Linked DNA regions of Mus musculus: region 1 is linked to region 2. The links are chromatin contacts, called in public HiChIP or PLAC-seq maps. All regions are on one chromosome and are shown on one strand. The core of a region is the stretch at or near the end of the contact, and the rest is flanking DNA. Distances in the headings are between cores, read along the strand shown.

What was found. HiChIP or PLAC-seq counts read pairs in DNA pulled down with a chosen protein or histone mark.
Region 1: an H3K27ac HiChIP or PLAC-seq map of trophoblast stem cells shows a contact between it and region 2, with 3 times the contacts expected there. The contact joins the promoter of Glmp here to the enhancer-like site in region 2. A contact is called at or near these places in 3 of 39 promoter capture datasets (HPC-7-derived erythroid cells, frontonasal cranial neural crest and maxillary cranial neural crest), 3 of 484 Hi-C or Micro-C datasets (embryonic ectoderm and embryonic stem cells), 2 of 115 datasets of contacts at active chromatin or transcription factors (embryonic stem cells and trophoblast stem cells) and 4 of 9 other capture datasets (adipose tissue, embryonic stem cells, liver and 1 more).

What each region holds. Positions count from the first base shown.
Region 1 is chr3:88,323,433-88,326,347 of GRCm38.p6, forward strand. It overlaps Glmp (glycosylated lysosomal membrane protein), which reads left to right and starts at 1,591. Exons shown (of 6, transcript NM_020003.1): 1 at 1,591-1,769; 2 at 2,245-2,499; 3 at 2,683-2,880. The coding sequence starts at 1,650.
Region 2 is chr3:88,098,718-88,101,653 of GRCm38.p6, forward strand. It overlaps Iqgap3 (IQ motif containing GTPase activating protein 3), which reads left to right. Exons shown (of 38, transcript NM_001033484.1): 15 at 140-303; 16 at 1,909-1,999; 17 at 2,711-2,878. Among named protein-coding and RNA genes, the nearest start is that of Iqgap3, 18 kb to the left of the region's middle. Within about 2 kb of position 1,519, at least 25 of the 459 cell types and tissues checked have an H3K27ac peak or open chromatin away from gene starts, as enhancers often do. A contact at or near this core is called in trophoblast stem cells, where this site is marked.

The DNA of each region.
Region 1 (2,915 bases), core at 341-2,840, 220 kb after region 2:
TGGGCTATGCAGAGACCCTTGTCTCTAGGTTAGAACCTAGTGTCTAGGTTGCGTGTATAAGCTCTGTCAAAGCACTTGCTTAACATTATCATGTAAGTAATCCTGATTCTTTTTTTTTAACAAGGTCTTCTATGTAGCCCTGGTTAGCTAGGATTAAAGGCTTGTGCCAGAACACCTGGTTCAAATTTGTACTGTGCATTAGTCTAACAGATTTAAGTTGGAGATGGAGAAAATGCTCAGTAATGAAGAGCACTGACTTCTTCCAGAGGACCCAAGGTTTGATTCCCATCATCTCCATGGTAGCTCACAGCCATCTGTAACTCCAGCCTCAGAGGATCTGACATCCTCTTCTGGTCTCTGAGGACACCAGACACAGACAGACATACAGGCAAAATACTTTACATGTTAAGATTTTAGGAAAAACAGGCTGGTTGTGGTGCTCATGCCTTTAATTCCAGCAGAGGAGGTAGAGGCAGGCAGGTGGATCTTTAATAGTTCAAGGCCGGCCTGGTATGTATAAAGAGTTCCTGGACAGCCAGTCCCTGCCTACTTGGTAATCTAATAAATGAAATGCATTTACCTGCTGAACATCTCATGCCCCAGACCTTGAATTTCTGGTCTTCCTCTTCTCACCTCTTGGCTGGAATTAGGGTGTCTTGGTCCCCTTGTAGAAACAAGCCTCCATTCCTGTTTGGTTCTGTTTTCTGAGACTACCATACCTAAGGATTCTTTTATTATTCTTTTACTTTTTTTGTTTGTGTTTTTGTCTTTGTTTTTTCAAGACAGGGTTTCTCTGTGTAACCCTGGTGTCCTAGCACTCACTTTTCTCAAACTCAGAAATCCGCCTGCCTCTGCCTCCCAAGTGCTGTGATCAAAGGTGTGCGCCACCACCGCCCGGCATTCTTTTACATTTTACTGCACTTGTTTTATGTGAGCAATGCACAGAATGCATGTGTAAATCAGGTTACAGCTTCTGGCAATTATTTTTCTCCTTCTACCGCGTTGGTCCTGAATATATATCCAACTCATGTTCAGTTTAGAGCAAATGCTGAGGCATCTTGCTGACCCCCAAGGGTTCTTTTATATCCAATTCCTCTCTATATCTTTCCTTTTTTGTTTTGAAGATTTTTTTTTATTATTATATCTAAGTACACTGTAGCTGTCTTTAGCTGCACCAGAAGAGGACGTCAGGTCTCATTACGGATGGTTGTGAGCCACCATGTGGTTGGTGGGATTTGAACTCAGGACCTTCGGAAAAGCAGTCAGTGCTCTTAACCACTGAGCCATCTCTCCAGCCCTCTCTATATCTTTCTAGCACAGAGCAGTAACATACAAATTACTCTGTTAAATTGTGTGGAAATTTTAATCTGGGTTTATTCACCAGAGGTGATGTAGGTGGGGCCGGTAGGGTGTCTGCAGTAAGGTAGGAGTATGTTTGCACAGCTAGTCTAGGATGCCTAGGCCAACCTGTTGATGATAAAATACCTGTTCACCTTGAGCTTTCGGGAGGCTATTCCAACTTAAACAGATCTGGGTTAATAGAAGCGGCCCCTTTAAGAACTTTGTTGGCCCGCCCTCAAAAGGGATCAGCAGGAAAGGAGTCATGTGACTCTGAGGCTCTTCCGCTGAGTTTAACTAGCTGTGGCTGTATGTTTCGCTGTTGGGGACCTCACTGGGGCTGGGTCCCCTGTGCCCCTACCCCATGGCTCCTTTTGAGTCTACTTGTGTGTTCAGCTCCATTTGGCCTGCAGGGAGAAGAGACTCGCCAGGTAAGGGCTCTGGAACTGAAGTTATAGATGTTTCCGGAAATCCTACCTTTCTAGGATGACCGGAATCTGGGACAACAGAGGGGTGGAAGGTGGATGCAAGAGAGATAACAACCCAGAGAGCTCAGTGTGGAGTCACGAGTGATTGGAAGAATTGTGGAGGGGTCAGGCATGACTGCGTCCTGCTTTCTGACGATGTCTGAGCCATGGCTCAGCCATTGTAGCCCAGGAACAGGCAAGTTTGGGGACTTAAAAGCCTTGTTAGCTCTGAGCCCTCTGAGTAATCCTGGATCCACCCTATGTTCTCAACCCTACATCTGCCCCTGATTCCAAGTTCCCCTCAGTTTCTACATTTCCCTCTTGCCTGGTCCTCAAGAGCCCTTGCATTGCCCAGGTCCTGTCCTCCACCTACAAGCTGCAGCTTTGCCTGTGAGCATACCTGATCTTGCTCCTTCCGCCCCACTACCCCGTGTTCCAGGTATCTATGGAGGTTATTTCCGGCTGGCCAAATCCACAGAACCTGCTTCATATTCGGGCAGTGGGCAGCAACTCCACCCTGCACTATGTGTGGAGCAGCCTGGGGCCTCCAGCTGTGGTGCTGGTGGCCACTAACACCACTCAGAGTGTCCTGAGTGTCAACTGGAGTCTCCTGCTGTCTCCCGATCCTGCTGGGGCCCTGATGGTGCTCCCCAAGAGCAGCATACAGTTTTCTTCTGCTCTCGTCTTCACCAGGGTGAGGGTCTGAAGGAGCCCAGAGAGAAGATCACAAGAAGAGAGTCCATCCTACCCCCAGGGCGAGGGACGGGTTTAGCCCAGGGTGGGTGAAGTGAATGCAGTTTTGGGTGGGGTGACTGGGAGGGATATTCAAGAGAAAGCCAGAGGGAGGCAAGCCTCTTCCACTCTACCCTGTCCCCAGCTGCTTGAGTTTGACAGCACCAATGCGTCCGAGGGGGCACAGCCTCCAGGAAAGCCATACCCTCCGTACTCCTTGGCCAAGTTCTCCTGGAACAATATCACCAACTCATTGGATCTTGCCAACCTGAGTGCCGATTTTCAAGGCCGCCCTGTAGATGATCCTACTGGAGCATTCGCCAATGGCAGCCTGACCTTCAAGGTGAGGCTATGGGGAAGGAACTGGAAATGACTGAT
Region 2 (2,936 bases), core at 269-2,768:
CCCAGACAGCCCCCCCAGACAGCCCCTCCTCAGACCGCCCCAACTCAGACATCTCCCTTCAGACAGCCCCCCTCAGACAGCCCAGTTCTTCCCCTAGTTTTGTGTTTGGAGCTGCTGTTCATCTGGATCTCTTCCTCAGAGGTCCTCGCCATCAGCCTCATCAATGAGGCTCTGGACCAGGGCTGTCCTGAAAAGACTCTGTCTGCCCTGCTGCTTCCTGCAGCTGGCCTGGAAGATGTCAGCCTTCATGTTGCACCTCGGTACCATCTCCTCCTTGTGGCTGCTAAGAGGCAGAAAGCACGGGTAAGGTTAGGGAGAGATGGCTGGGTTAGACACTAAAGCAGGAGGACCAGCCTTGAGCAGAGCTGTGCCTGGCATGAACTCTGAAACTGTTCCAGGCCAGTGGGTGCAGACCCTTCCCTGGGTGAGGCACAAGCAGGATTTGGCCTGTTATGGGAAAGTGGACTTCATTCCAGGACAGTTGTGGGGAAAGAGCAGGCCTGAGAAGCAGGTAACTGGATTCACTGTTCTGGTCCCCAGTGATCACCTAGTAGTAGCCCCTCAGTACCCCTGGGGTATGGAAAACACTACATGCTCTGCCCTTGCACCTTGTGCATATCCGGTGAGCTGAGGATGGGACAGGGATTTGAACTGACACACCCCTGAGCTGTGTGGCCGCAGAATGAGGCCAAGCCCTGTGATTGAGCTGCAGCCTGCAGGCTCACCCTGCACTTACTGAGTTTTCATTCCATGCCAAGTATTGCTTGATGCACCTCAAGTATTGATTCATGCGTGAGGCTAGGGAGGTGACTCAGTGGTTAGGACTGCTTGAACTTGAGCCGCATCAGGCAGCTTACAACCACCTATAATTCTAGATACAGGGATCTCATATGCTCTTCAGGGCACTAAAACGCACATGTACTTACCTCCACACTGATACATCATCCATAGATACCTAATTAAAAATAAAGTCTTTTTTCTTTTTTTTTTTTTTTTCCTTTTTAGTTCATAAGAAAAGTCTTAGGAATAGTACCCCATAGCTCACACCAGCAGAGAGGCTGAGGTTGGCTTGGGCTACTGACTATTAGAAAGATAAGACAGGGCTGGAGAGATGGCTCAGCGGTTAAGAGCATTTACTGCTCTTTCAGAGGTCCTGAGTTCAAATCCCAGCACCCAGATGGTGGCTCACAACCATCTGTAATGAGATCTGAAGCCCTCTTCTGGTGTGTCTGAAGACAGCTATAGTATACTTATATACATAAAATAAATAATAATAATAATAAAAAGGAAAGAAAAAGATAAGACAAGCAGTCACCTGACACATAATTGGTGCTCAATAAAATGTTATAAAATGTTAATTTTACAACATTTTTCTGTCTGTTTCTGGTGAGGAAAGTGTGGAGCTGGGTTGGGTTTCAGACTGACCGTAGGAGGCACACAGGCTTACTGGACCTGTGTACACACAATCTTCCTACTACTTTTTGGTGATAAGGAATGTGTAGCCAGAAGGCGAAGTACAGTCAGGGCCAGGATCTGGCTGAGGGCTGTAAATGATATAGAGGGCTTTGGGGAGGGCTGTAGGGTAGGTGTTCCAGCCATGGCTAAGGCACAAAGGCTAGCAAGAGAGCAAGCGGTTAGGAGGTACTGGATACTGAGAGTATGAAAGCCATAGAGAGCCCTGAGGCCAAGCTGAGTCGATGCTGAGGACTCTGAAAGCAGAGGAAGAAAAGAGCCTTCGGTGTCTGGCAGCCATCCAAGGAGACCACAGGAAGTAGGGAGCAGAGAAAGCCTTCCCCACTGCCCCAGAGTCTGCTTGTACTTTGGTTCTGCCACTGGGCTTGTGGTGGCTCAGAGATACCAGTTTGGGGTCTTGTCTTTTTTTTTTTCCCTCTCCTGCAATTTTGCCAGGTGACAGGAGACCCTGGAGCTGTGCTGTGGCTGGAGGAGATCCGCCAAGGAGTGGCCAGAGCCAACGAGGACACAAGCACGGCTCAGAGAAGTAAGCAGCGGGGCACCCTGCAGGGAGGGGCCCCCCACGCCATCTTACCTTAGCATCTTAGCTTCCTACTGCTGGATAAACACCATGGCTAAAGGCAACATGGGGAGGACAGGGTTTTATTCAGCATCACATCACAGTCCATCACTGAAGGAAGTCAGGGCAAGAACTCAAGACAGGAACCTGGAGGCCGAGTCCGTGGAGGGATGCTGCTCACTGGCTTGCTCCTCGTGGCTTGCTCAGTTTGTTTGTTTTTATACACCCCAGGACCACCTTCTCACAGGTAACACCATCATCAGTGGGTTTCCACATCAATTGTTAATCAAGAAATGCCCCGCAGGCTTGCCGATAGGCTACCCGGTGGGAACATTGTCTTAAGATATATCTTCCCAGATATATCTGGATTTGTGTCAAGTTGGTAGAGACCAACAAGCACAGGGACAGGTCAGAACTGGAGCAGGAGGGTGCTTTGACCATAAGATAGACTTCCCAACACACAGCTGGGCAGGGAATACCCAAGTTTAGAACTGCCTTCCACAGGAGCCCTTGCCTGGCTGCTGCCTCCGTGGACAGCTGTGTTACCCCGCACACTCCCCATCTCCCCCATCAGCCATGGTGGTTTTGTGTGTCTCCTGAGTCCAGCCCCCCTGGACAGGACGGGGCTCAGGGGAAGGACCCCAGAAGGACTGACTTCTCTTTCCTGACGCCCATCAGTAGCCCTTGGTGTGGCTGCTATCAACCAGGCCATCAAGGAGGGCAAGGCAGCCCAGACAGAGCGTGTGTTGAGGAACCCCAATGTGGCCCTCCGAGGGATAGTTCCTGACTGCGCTAAAAGCTACCAGCAGGCCCTGGAAGGCGCAGCGGCAAAGAAGCAATGCCCTGGTAATAGCTCTGGCCTCCACCTTCCTCTGTGCTGCCTCTGGCCTCCTCTGAGCCTTCT